Linked DNA regions of Mus musculus: all the other regions are linked to region 1. A link is a contact called in public Hi-C data. All regions are on one chromosome and are shown on one strand. The core of a region is the stretch at or near the end of the contact, and the rest is flanking DNA. Distances in the headings are between cores, read along the strand shown. Region 1 overlaps Rras2 (related RAS viral (r-ras) oncogene 2). Region 2 overlaps Insc (INSC spindle orientation adaptor protein). Region 3 holds the start of Calcb (calcitonin-related polypeptide, beta).

The links. Hi-C and Micro-C count contacts between places; a contact is called where the count stands out from the background.
Region 2: a contact with region 1 is called in a Hi-C map of embryonic stem cells, with 2.9 times the contacts expected there. The contact joins two enhancer-like sites. A contact is called at or near these places in 12 of 484 Hi-C or Micro-C datasets (the Ba/F3 cell line, the G1E-ER4 cell line, the N1E-115 cell line and 5 more) and 1 of 9 other capture datasets (embryonic stem cells).
Region 3: a Hi-C map of pro-B cells shows a contact between it and region 1, with 3 times the contacts expected there. The contact joins the promoter of Calcb here to the enhancer-like site in region 1. A contact is called at or near these places in 4 of 39 promoter capture datasets (the C10 cell line, the HPC-7 cell line, HPC-7-derived erythroid cells and 2 more), 1 of 15 datasets of contacts at CTCF or cohesin (large pre-B cells), 2 of 484 Hi-C or Micro-C datasets (muscle stem cells and pro-B cells) and 1 of 115 datasets of contacts at active chromatin or transcription factors (pancreatic cancer cells).

What each region holds. Positions count from the first base shown.
Region 1 is chr7:114,070,426-114,073,903 of GRCm38.p6, forward strand. All of the region lies in intron 1 of Rras2 (related RAS viral (r-ras) oncogene 2), which reads right to left. Among named protein-coding and RNA genes, the nearest start is that of Gm51454, 36 kb to the left of the region's middle. Within about 2 kb of position 1,751, at least 119 of the 459 cell types and tissues checked have an H3K27ac peak or open chromatin away from gene starts, as enhancers often do. A contact at or near this core is called in embryonic stem cells, muscle stem cells, pro-B cells and 1 more, where this site is marked.
Region 2 is chr7:114,815,634-114,819,111 of GRCm38.p6, forward strand. All of the region lies in intron 7 of Insc (INSC spindle orientation adaptor protein), which reads left to right. Among named protein-coding and RNA genes, the nearest start is that of Gm24982, 15 kb to the right of the region's middle. Within about 2 kb of position 1,783, at least 46 of the 459 cell types and tissues checked have an H3K27ac peak or open chromatin away from gene starts, as enhancers often do. A contact at or near this core is called in embryonic stem cells, where this site is marked.
Region 3 is chr7:114,717,099-114,720,576 of GRCm38.p6, forward strand. It overlaps Calcb (calcitonin-related polypeptide, beta), which reads left to right and starts at 1,545. Exons shown (of 5, transcript NM_054084.2): 1 at 1,545-1,624; 2 at 2,637-2,732; 3 at 2,976-3,116. The coding sequence starts at 2,644.

The DNA.
Region 1 (3,478 bases), core at 501-3,000:
GTGGCTTTGTGTGGGCTCCACCCAGCAGTCAGGACATCCAGGCAGCTCACCTTGCAGCTTCTTCCGTTCCCTCCACTCCACCCTCTTGCACTATGGATCTGCAGATTCCCAGCCTGATCAGCGTGTGCACCCACAAGGCCAAGCTCTCAGAGGACTGCTAGAGGTCCCACCATTTGGCCTACATAAAGAGAACTTCAAAGGCAACCCAAGGGTCAGAGCCAAGATGACTCAGTGGTAAAACTCCATAGCTTCCAGCGGGTCTGATTTTGATCCTCAGTCACTCTGGTGACTCACAACTACCCCTAGGGGTATAACTCCAACAACCCCAAGGGCAGCAGTTCTCAACCTTGGGGTGGGGGGGTTCCTCCAAACCACCTTCTCACAGGGTCACCTAAGACTATAGGAAAACACTGGTATTTACATTACGATTCATTAAAAGTAACAAAATTATAGTTATGAGGTAACAACAAAAATAATTTTAGGGTTGGGGGTCAGCCACAGCATTAGGAAGGTTGAGAACCAGTACTCTAGGGGATCCGACACCCTCTTCTTGGCCTCAAGAGAGAACTGGGAGACACACACACACAAACGCACATGCACATGTGCACGCATGCACACACACAAATGCACACACACACGGAAGAAGTCTCTCGTGTACTCCCTAGAAATGGAAAGAAGGCACCTAGAACACATCGCAGCTCTCTGCAAGCTTTCTTATTAGAACCCTGAACTTTGAACACTTCCTTGGAGATGAGTGTGACCTAAGCGTGCGATGTCCTTGGAATGAGGAGAATGGGGCACCACAAGCTTTATTCTCCATCTTTGGGACTTCAATAAAATTAAACAGATTTTTGTTCCAGTTTAAAAAAATCCCACCATGAACTCCCCGGGCCAGGCAGCTCTAGACCTGACACTCCATAGCACAGCTCACACACCTTACTTCCCCATAGTAAGGGCCTTGCCATCTTGGACACAGCCACAATCTCAAAATACGGCGGTGGGGAAAGCCATCAGTGATGGGGAGCCAGGAACCCACTTCCCTGAGCTGGTGAGGACACTTAGCCATCAGCAGTCTCTAGTCACTAAACAAATGCAGTGGGAATTCCTCTGGAGACACCAGCACCTCAGCCACAGGCAGCTGTGGGCAGAGCAGCCTCCTGTAGTAGTCTCTCTGTAGCAGCAGCTGTCAGGGCACAGAGAACCTTTGTTCTCACACCGCCCTCTCTAACCTTTGTCAAATGTTCCCATGTGATTGATATTCCTCAAGCAATTATATTTTTAATGAATGAATGAATGAATGAATTACAGATATGGTCATAATAAACGCCCTAGGGCACTAAGTCCGGAACCCCTTTAGTTTATTTTATTTAAAAAACTGAGACCTCTGGTAAACACTAATTGTCCCAGACCGCCTAACGCCAGCAGGGTGTGAAGGGACTCGAGGTCACTCTGTAGACCATCAGCTCCTGTGCACAGCCCCCACCACGACCTGGGGCTGGGGGTGAACGGACTAGTTATACTATACCACCAAGAAGCCCAGCCCAGTGCATGACGAGCCTGCTCTGCTGCAGAGTGTGTTTCTACGTCAGTTAGAGGAGTCTTGTTTCCCCAGGGAATTTTTTTCTAGGCTGTGGTTGTCCCCATAGTCCAGAACACAAGACATACAGTCCTGAGGCAGTATCAGCTTCCAGGCCTAAGAGGAAGCAGAAAGTAGGAGTCTGGCTTTCCCCAAGTGCAGAGCCAGCCCGATGGAGGAGGAGCCTCCTGCCCACCCAGCCTCTGCTGCTCTCCTTTCCCCTCCTCATGGCTCTTCCCAAGCTTCTGCTTCCTTCTAAAAACAACATTCTTAGCACCATGTCACCTAATACCGGCTGTCACCTAACACCCGCCTCTGTTCCCAAATTAAAAGTAACAATTCCCCACGGACCCCTCAATCTCACCCAGCAGTAGCAGGTGAAATATTCCGGGGTAAATCTAGCACACTGCAGCAAGCCAGGTCACCTTAAGGAAAGCAAACTCTGGGCTGGCGGTGTAGCTTGGCGGCCAAGCACCGAGTGAAGGAGCACTCAGAGCCTTGAAATCAACCCTCAGCACTGGCCCCTCTCCCAAACAGTCTGAATTAAAAAGGAATTATCAGTAATGTTCTGGTCAAAACAAAAAAAAGAGCTCCATTCTCCATGGAAGAAAAATCACTCGGGGGCAAATCACAAGTTCATGGTGTGAGCTCCTGAGCAGGCCTGCCTTATGAAGCTCCTTTTAGTCCCTTCCTGTCTCCTCCCCGTCCCTCCATGATCCTAACCTGTTAGACAGGTTATTCACACCTGAGTGGACAAGATGACACAAACATTCTGCGTGCAGCTTGAAAACTGCACAGGAGGGAGGGGGCCATGATGGCCACAAGCACTGTTCATACAGATAAACCATTTGGGGATGAGACAAGCTGAACTCTGTTACCAACGACACAGCTACACACGAACCCACTAATCACATTTACAAACCATTTGTTCCTGTACAGCCACCTACTTATCTTTTGGAGCTGACATAATAGTTAGCAGGCAATGGGCAACAGTAGGTCAATGGCCTATTTCATGTAACATAATAAAAGCTATCAGAGCCAAAGAAATGGCTCTGTGGGAAAAGGCTTTTGCCACCAAATCTAAAGACCTGAGTTCAATCCCTGGTACCACAGGGTGGAAGGAAAGAATCAACTCTCATGAGCTGCCTCAACCTATCTCTATCTTTCTCTCTCTCTCTCTCTCTCTCTTCCTCTCTCTCTCTCTCCCTCTCTCTCTTTTTTTTTTTTAAAGATTTATTTATTTATTATATGTAAGTACACTGTAGCTGTCTTCAGACACTCCAGAAGAGGGCATCAGATCTCATTATGGGTGGTTGTGAGCCACCATGTGGTTGCTGGGATTTGAACTTCGGACCTTCGGAAGAGCAGTCGGGTGCTCTTACCCACTGAGCCATCTCACCAGCCCCCTTCCTCTCTCTTTCTGTCTCTGTCTCTCTCCACACACAAACACACAGAAAACATAACCAAAAAATTTTAAGTTTTAAATTCATAGTAATTTTTGTATTTTTATTTCAATAGATAATACATAAACCCTGAATAAATTTTTAAGAATAAGAATTAGTCATGTTTATCTGCACATGCCTATAATGTAAGCATGTAGTGCTGAGGCAGGAGAATCACGAGTTTGGGGCCAGTTTGTGCTACATAGTGAGACACTGTACCAAAAGTATAAAAAAAAATAAAAATAAAAAGAATTACAGTACAGAAAGAAGTTACACAGCAAGGACAGCCTGGCTGCATATCACTCTGCCCCTGTGAAGGGTCTGAGTTAATCAACAGTCTCTTTCTAAATAAATAAAATTATGGAAGGAAGGGAGGGAGGGAGGGAGGGAGGGAGGGAGGGAGGGAGGGAGGGGAGGGGAGGGGAGGGGAGGGGAGGGGAACCTGGAGAGATGGCTTAGA
Region 2 (3,478 bases), core at 533-3,032, 750 kb after region 1:
TTTAGTTCTAGTGGGTATACAGAGGTGCAGGGGAAAGCATTCATAGGAGATGCAAAGGACACTGTGGCTGGTCATTGATCTGTGGTACTTTGTGTCTCTAAGGAGCTCCATGCTCAGTGAATTAGGGGAGCCCAGAGAGATGGTAGTGTTCTCAGGACCACATTTGGGAGACCCAGATCCCAGAATGGAGTGAGAGCAGACACTCCCAACTCCCAAGGTTGACAGATCAGAGCTGCTCTCCTGACACCACAGACTGGCATTGTTAAGAACTGCATGGTTTGTGGAGGAAGAAAGAGTCCCAAGGAGATAGTTACTTCCCTCTGACTTTTGGCATCTTCTGTGCAATGAAATGGTTACCTCTCCTGGTGGAGGGTAGCAATACGCTGAGTCTCCAGTTGGAATCTGTGCATGGGACATATGCTGCCTATGTCTATCTTGTTTGTCTTACATGGTGGTCAAGAGAGACTCTGCATTGTCCCCCAAAGAGACTGGGGGCCAAGGATTTTGCAACAGCCACAGAAGAGTTCCAGGTGTGACTAAAGTAAGGGCCAGGTACTGCTGGCTCAAAGAATGGGACCAAGGATCAGGACTAGTGCTAACTGAACATATGGTTCAGATGAGGAGCTGGGTACCTGCAGAACAGAAAGGCACAGGTCTACGACTGTAAGAGGTTAGGAACTTTCCAAGCCCAGTGCTCAGCCAACTTTAGCCAGCTCTCAAGACAGTTCTAGAAATTTCCCTTTAGCCTTAGACAAGAGAAAGTCTCACTTCCCGAAGAACATTCTTTTGTTTCTACCCAATCACCCCCCCCCCTTTTGTGGGGAAATAAGGAGTTAGTTTACTTTGTCCTGGAGCCAAAGGGAGAGTTTAATGAAAATCGATAAAGAAATTAAGGATGATCAGGGGAGAGCAGAAGAGCTTAATTTCAAGTCCAAGGAAAAAGTCTCTGAGGTGTGGGTGGACGTGGGAAGGGAAACTGCGGCTTACATCACACGCCAGCTCACCTTTCACGCTCTGGGGTGCATGGAAAATAGAGACAGGGAGGTCTAGGCAAAGACCCTGGGCAGGAGGAAGTGGGCTCGGTGGTGGTAGCGGTGGGGAGGGCTCCATTGCCTGCTTACTAGAAGTCTCTCCCCACTGTGCTCTGCTCGGTGGTCATGAGTCAGAAATAGTACATTTAAAAGAAATTAAGCAGTTTCTCCCATCCTGTTGCCCTTTTGAATCTCACAGTTGTTATTCAAGTGAGGCAGGGAGTGGTGGCTACCTCCATTCCGATTTACAAAAGTTCAAGTAAGACTGACAAAGGTAGACAACAGGAAGCACAGGGCCAAAGTGGGAGCCCCGTGCTTGTCCTCTCTGTCCTCTCTCGTCCACTTAGATCCCTTCTCCCCTCCACGATTCAAAAGCAGCAGTAGTGGCCACAGTGTGCGGCCCTAGCACAAGGCAGCCAGCACAAGGCAGCCAGCGACTTACTTTGCTAGATCCAGTCCTGATAGTTACGTGAGGCTGTGTGGGGAGAGGGGCCTCTGGATGATTTGACCCACAGACCCTTCTTTTCTCAGGAGAAGCTCTTGATTAAGAGACGGGCTACTCTGAAAACAGACCCCCCAGATCCTGCCCTCTCCTCTCTGGGACTCAAGTCTTGCTTCCACCCTGTAACTGACAATGAATTCAGCTGCCCTGGGAACAGGCTGGGACTGAACCCAGCGTCTCAGAGCCACAGTCAGCTCTGACTGGAGCATGGCAGAGAAGGGGAAAACCTTGACCCAGTCTTCTCTGAAGAGTGTGACTCATTCCTTTCCCTTACAGTCTAACTTCAGTCTGTCTCCTGGGTAGGAGCAGAGAGGATTAAGGCTTGAAAGGGTGGAATCAAACCCCCACCCCACCCCCATTCCCATCCCGTGTACTTTCCCTCTGCTTTTACTAGGATATCACTGACATGGTGGGCCAGTACTGACCAGAGTGCCAGCTGGGAGCTGCAGCTTTCCTGCCAATCGGTTCCAACCTGAATTTGAAGCTTTGGAGCTGCAAGGCAGTCTGGATACCTAAGTGATTCACACTGGGGCTCTGTGGGACACCATGTGCTGTGCAACAGCGGCCCCTGGTGGACAAGAGCTCTACTGGCAGCCCTGCCAGGCCGCGAGGCAGCATTTTCCTGGAAGTGCTGTGGCTACTGGGCTACGGGCCCCACCATCAGCAGTTAGGACCAGAAAATATATCCTGAGACATACAAGGAGGGAGGGGGAATGGTTAAAATTCAAGACAACCAACGTTTCTTACAGGAATATGATCCTCTAGGTGAAAGATGCAGACAGATCTTGCAATCTACTGTACCCCTAGCCCCTAATCCTGAGGCTTCCCCAAAGGATCAGCTATGTATCTTTTACAGTTAATTAATTAATCATGTGTTATAGAGTGACCATGCACACGTGCCACGGTGCTCATGTGGAGGTCAAAGGACAGCTAGTCATCTTTCCTTCCATCCTGTGGGTAGAGGGGATTCAGCCCAGGCATCAGGCTTGGCCTCTGACTCTGCGCAATGTTTGTTGGGCAGAACACTCCTGTCTCCCAGGTCATGACTGAGCATGCTCCCTGCCACTCATCACCCTTTGGCGTGGGGGGTGGGGGGCTGGAGATGCTGTCACCCTTTGGCTTGCCAAGGAAATGGCTTGCATTTCTTTGCACAGACACAGACACACATACAGACACACACACAGACACACACACACAGACACACAGACACAGACTCAGACACACACACACACACACACACACACACACACACACACACACAAACACACACACACTCCTACCACCAGCCATGGGGCTGACGTGAGGTATAGCCTCTGCCAGCAGTTTCAGGGTCCTGTGTGAAGTGAAGGCAGCAGATGGAGGAGTGGGGCGGGTCCTTCAGCAAGGAAAGAATGGCTAACATATTTGAATATATTTCTGTGGGATATGAGCTAAGTCCCATTACACTCTAGGGCCTCATGCATTGTGCCAGATTCTCCTTTCTCTCTCCCTCTTCAGACTCGAATCATTGCATCTCCAAGCAGACAGAGGAACTGGTGGTCCAGGATGCATAGCCAGTGTGAGACAGATGAGATAAAGAGCAAGCAGTCAAGGCTGGGGATGCTTCCTGGGTAGAGGCTGCCACGCTGGCATTAGCACGGATGCCTGTTCTCTCGTGGCTAGTGGCTCTCTAAGGAACCAGAGGATGTTTCCCAATAGCATTTAGTAAGTTTTCTGGTAGCATGTGGAGTATGAATGGATTTTGTAAGACACAATGTGAAGTAGGAAAACGAGATGGTGCTGAGCTCTCTCGGCTGGGAACTCTGGTACCTGTCCCCTGGGTGTGTCTGTCCCCTGGGTGTGCGCGGATGCTTCCCGAGAAGCCATTGGAGCAGAACTTGCAGCCTTTTGACCCGGTGCCCTGCTTTGGAACGCTCCCTTCCTTCTCTGTGTGGGGGCAACCAGG
Region 3 (3,478 bases), core at 295-2,794, 650 kb after region 1:
GGGAAACTGCCTCCCATCCTCCTCACCACATTGAGGACTGGAGGCCAGCGGGAGTTTCCCAGTTGGGGTTTTTTTTTTAATTGAGGGAGGGTGGTATCATCTGCCCTTGCTCCAACAACTAGGACCTGAATCAGAAAAGTGACTCAGAGGACCTGAGTAAACACACTGAGTTCCTTTCTGATTCTCAGAAACTGAGGGCCAGGTGTGGATCTCCCAAGCCACAGGTATAGCCTTTTCCACACATTACTGGAACCCCCAGCAAGCTGGGCACTTGGAGAGTCCTTGTGCTGCAACCAAGCAGCGGAGAGGGAAAGCCTGAAGCCTTGGGAATGATGTCAGTTCACTTTCTAGTAGCTGAGCACCGCGTATCTTCTCCTCACACCTGGAAGAATGGGCGACGTGGAAAACAGGAGATACTCAGTTCTTTTTCTTGGGTGGGCACTTGTGATGCCCATGGTTAGGCCAGAGTGGTGATGTGCCTATCCCAGTGCACATAATTCATGCCTGATTCTGAAAGCAGAAATGTGAGATTATTTTTGGCCAAAGCTCAACTGATTTGGGTTAGTGCGTGCACACAGTCTTCTGCTGAAGGCAAGTGAACCGAGTATTCCTCAGTGACACGGTGTGTTAATGCCAAAGGTCACCTGCCAGCTGTCGGATGCCTGAACCTATGGATGCTTAACCAGCAGCTGAGTGAGTGTGAAAGTTCCCTGCTGACCCCTGGGTTGCTCAGGTGGCCTGTGCAGGACCCTGGCTCAGCTCTCAAGCTCTGCAGAGTGGGGTGGTGGAGATGCAGGGGAGGGGAAGGGAACTGCCATCTGAGCGCCAGCCTCCTGCTAGGCAAACCCGCCAGGGATGCTTGGAAGTGCTTTAATCTACACTGCTACAGCAGTGTGAGGTCTGGGGATTTGAATGGGGGCGGGGGAGGGATGTAAAAACCATAGCGCAGGATTTGGAAGGTCTGGTACAGGAGGAGAAAGCCCAGTTCCCTGTGCAGTCTGTTAGCCTGCTGCTCCACAATACTCTCTAGTTTCTATCCTTATTAGGTGATGGGAAGCACGCACTGCTAGAGTGCCCATTTGGGACAGGTATGACAGAAGTACCCTAATGTATCCAAGGACCCGCTTCTTCCTGTGACAGTCATCATCGTGGATGTATCTACTGAAGTCCTTTTAGAACCTGGGAGTGCTACTCAGCCTGCGTGGGAGTCCAGCTACGAGGTTCAGGTCCCCATTGGAGTGGGCAGCAAAAGGTTGTAGGCTGGAGTTCAGGTATTAAAGAGGTCGTGATGTCAAACTCAGGTTTGCTCACATTCTGGACGAATTCACCCTCTCTGTATCCTTACCCCACCCCCACTCCCACTCCTACCCGGTTCCTCAGCAATGACCTCAAAGACAGGGAGTGGACTGCTGCCTCCCTCCTGCAGAAGTGTAAGTAGCTCCAGCTATGACGTTATGGAAGCTCGGTCAGAGCTCTGATTGGTGGAAGAGCTACTGCGGACCCCCCACACCCTCAAGATCGAGAATAAGAGACCACGGCTCTGGGGACAAGACGCCTACAGCCGTGTGTGTGTGCTCTTCTGCAGTGGACACTTCACTCTCGCTGTTCCAACACGGGCTAGCAGGTGAGAAACTTAACTTCTCAACGCCTACAGCTCTCTCTCCTTTAGTTTGTTTCCTTTTGGTTGCTCTTTTTAATGCAGTATTTCACACTGTAGTCTAAGTTGGCCTGGCACCCACTATATAGCTCAAGTTGGTTCGTCTCAAACGCTAAGGTTCTCCTTTCTCAGCATCCTAAGGATGCGGATTACAGGCGCAAGCCACCACACCCCACTCTACTTGGATCCCTTTGCTGTCCTGGTTCCTTATCATTCCACATACATTTCCGCCTTCCTGCAGCCATTGTCAGAAAGTACAGTCTTGACATTTTCTTTTAACTAAAGTAAGTGGGACCCCTACGACTACTCAGCAGCACTGGAAGCTGGGCGACCCTATCTAGGCGCGTCTGTGCCCCCTCCTTGAGGGAAGGTGGTCTTGCCGCATCCTAACCAGTTTTAGGTTAAAGAGTTCCTTGGATTCGGGATTGGGGAGCACTGATCTTTTCTCTCAGATGTTTCCAGCCTTTAGCCTCCTGGGGTTATCAGCAAGCAGGTGGGTCTCGCTTCGCTGTGGGGAGGAGGAGTCCTCATCTGCGGTTCTGAGGTAGTTTAAAAAAAAAAATCTCCCAACTCTGCAGATGGAGAGAGGGGGATTAGTTCCAAGTTAACTTTCTTCCCCAGGGCAACCTCTCAGAAAGGGTGATTATAATAATTTCAACCTGTTAGAAATCCTTAGCAGCGGGACAGCAAGGCGCAGGGATCTCTGGGTGGTTTTTGGTTTCTTCACAGATGAGAGCCAAAGGGGCGCGGCACGTGTGTTCTCCTGCAAGCTGGGGGCAAATGAGTGCCGGTAGCTCCTCCTTGTTCTTAAACCGAGCAGAAACTGCAAACCACATCTACTCTCCCCCACTCGTTTCTGCTCTATCAAGCCACTCACCACACTGCATCTACTGCACGTTTTGAGAGCTGCAGTGTGGTAGGAGAAATAGAACCTGGGTCTATAGTCCTGAGCAATTGGACCATTCTTCTCTTCTTACAGAGACATCATGGACTTTTGGAAGTTCTTTCCTTTTCTGGCTCTCAGCAGCATATGGGTCCTGTGCCTGGCCAGCAGCCTCCAGGCTGCCCCTTTCAGGTAAATTAACCTGAATCAGAAGTGCAGTCTGGCTCTCCTCCGGCTGCCCCTGGGGTGTGTCAACTCTGCGGCTCTGTAGCCCTACTTGGTTATTGGTAATTCAGCGCCCTCATGTGGGAACTGGCCTAATGACCAGACCGCTACGCCCCTAGGGAAGAAGCAAGGGCTAGGAAGCTTGGTTTCTTATTTGGGGAGGAGATAGGCAGGGAATCAGAACCTGCACTGGCTTTGCTACCTCCACAGGTCCGCTTTGGAGAGCAGCCTAGACCTGGGCACCCTCGGCGACCAGGAAAAACATCTCTTGCTTGCTGCACTGATGCAGGACTATGAGCAGATGAAGGCCAGGAAGCTGGAACAGGAGGAGCAAGAGACTAAGGGCTCCCGGTAAGTCTCCTCCCCATCTGACCCCCACATGTAGGAGGACTTATTCCAGAGAGGTCGAGAGACAGTGGCCAGCAGTCCAAGGAACTAAACGTGAGTCCTAGCCTCCCACAGAGCTTCCAGTACCACCAGAGGGGCTCATAGTTGTTAGACACATTACAATGTTGTTTCTCCTGAAAACTCTTGGGAAAAGAAATGAGGAGATGTAGAAGGGATTTGGATTGCACTGATGGGGAAACATCAACATCGCTGAACCTGCTGAGGTAGGACTGGTAAGTGTGGTGCCAGAGGATGGACTAGAATTTCAGGAAGCTTTAACAGCTTCCAACATTTGCTGCTCTTTCAACTGTCAAGGAGCCTTCATT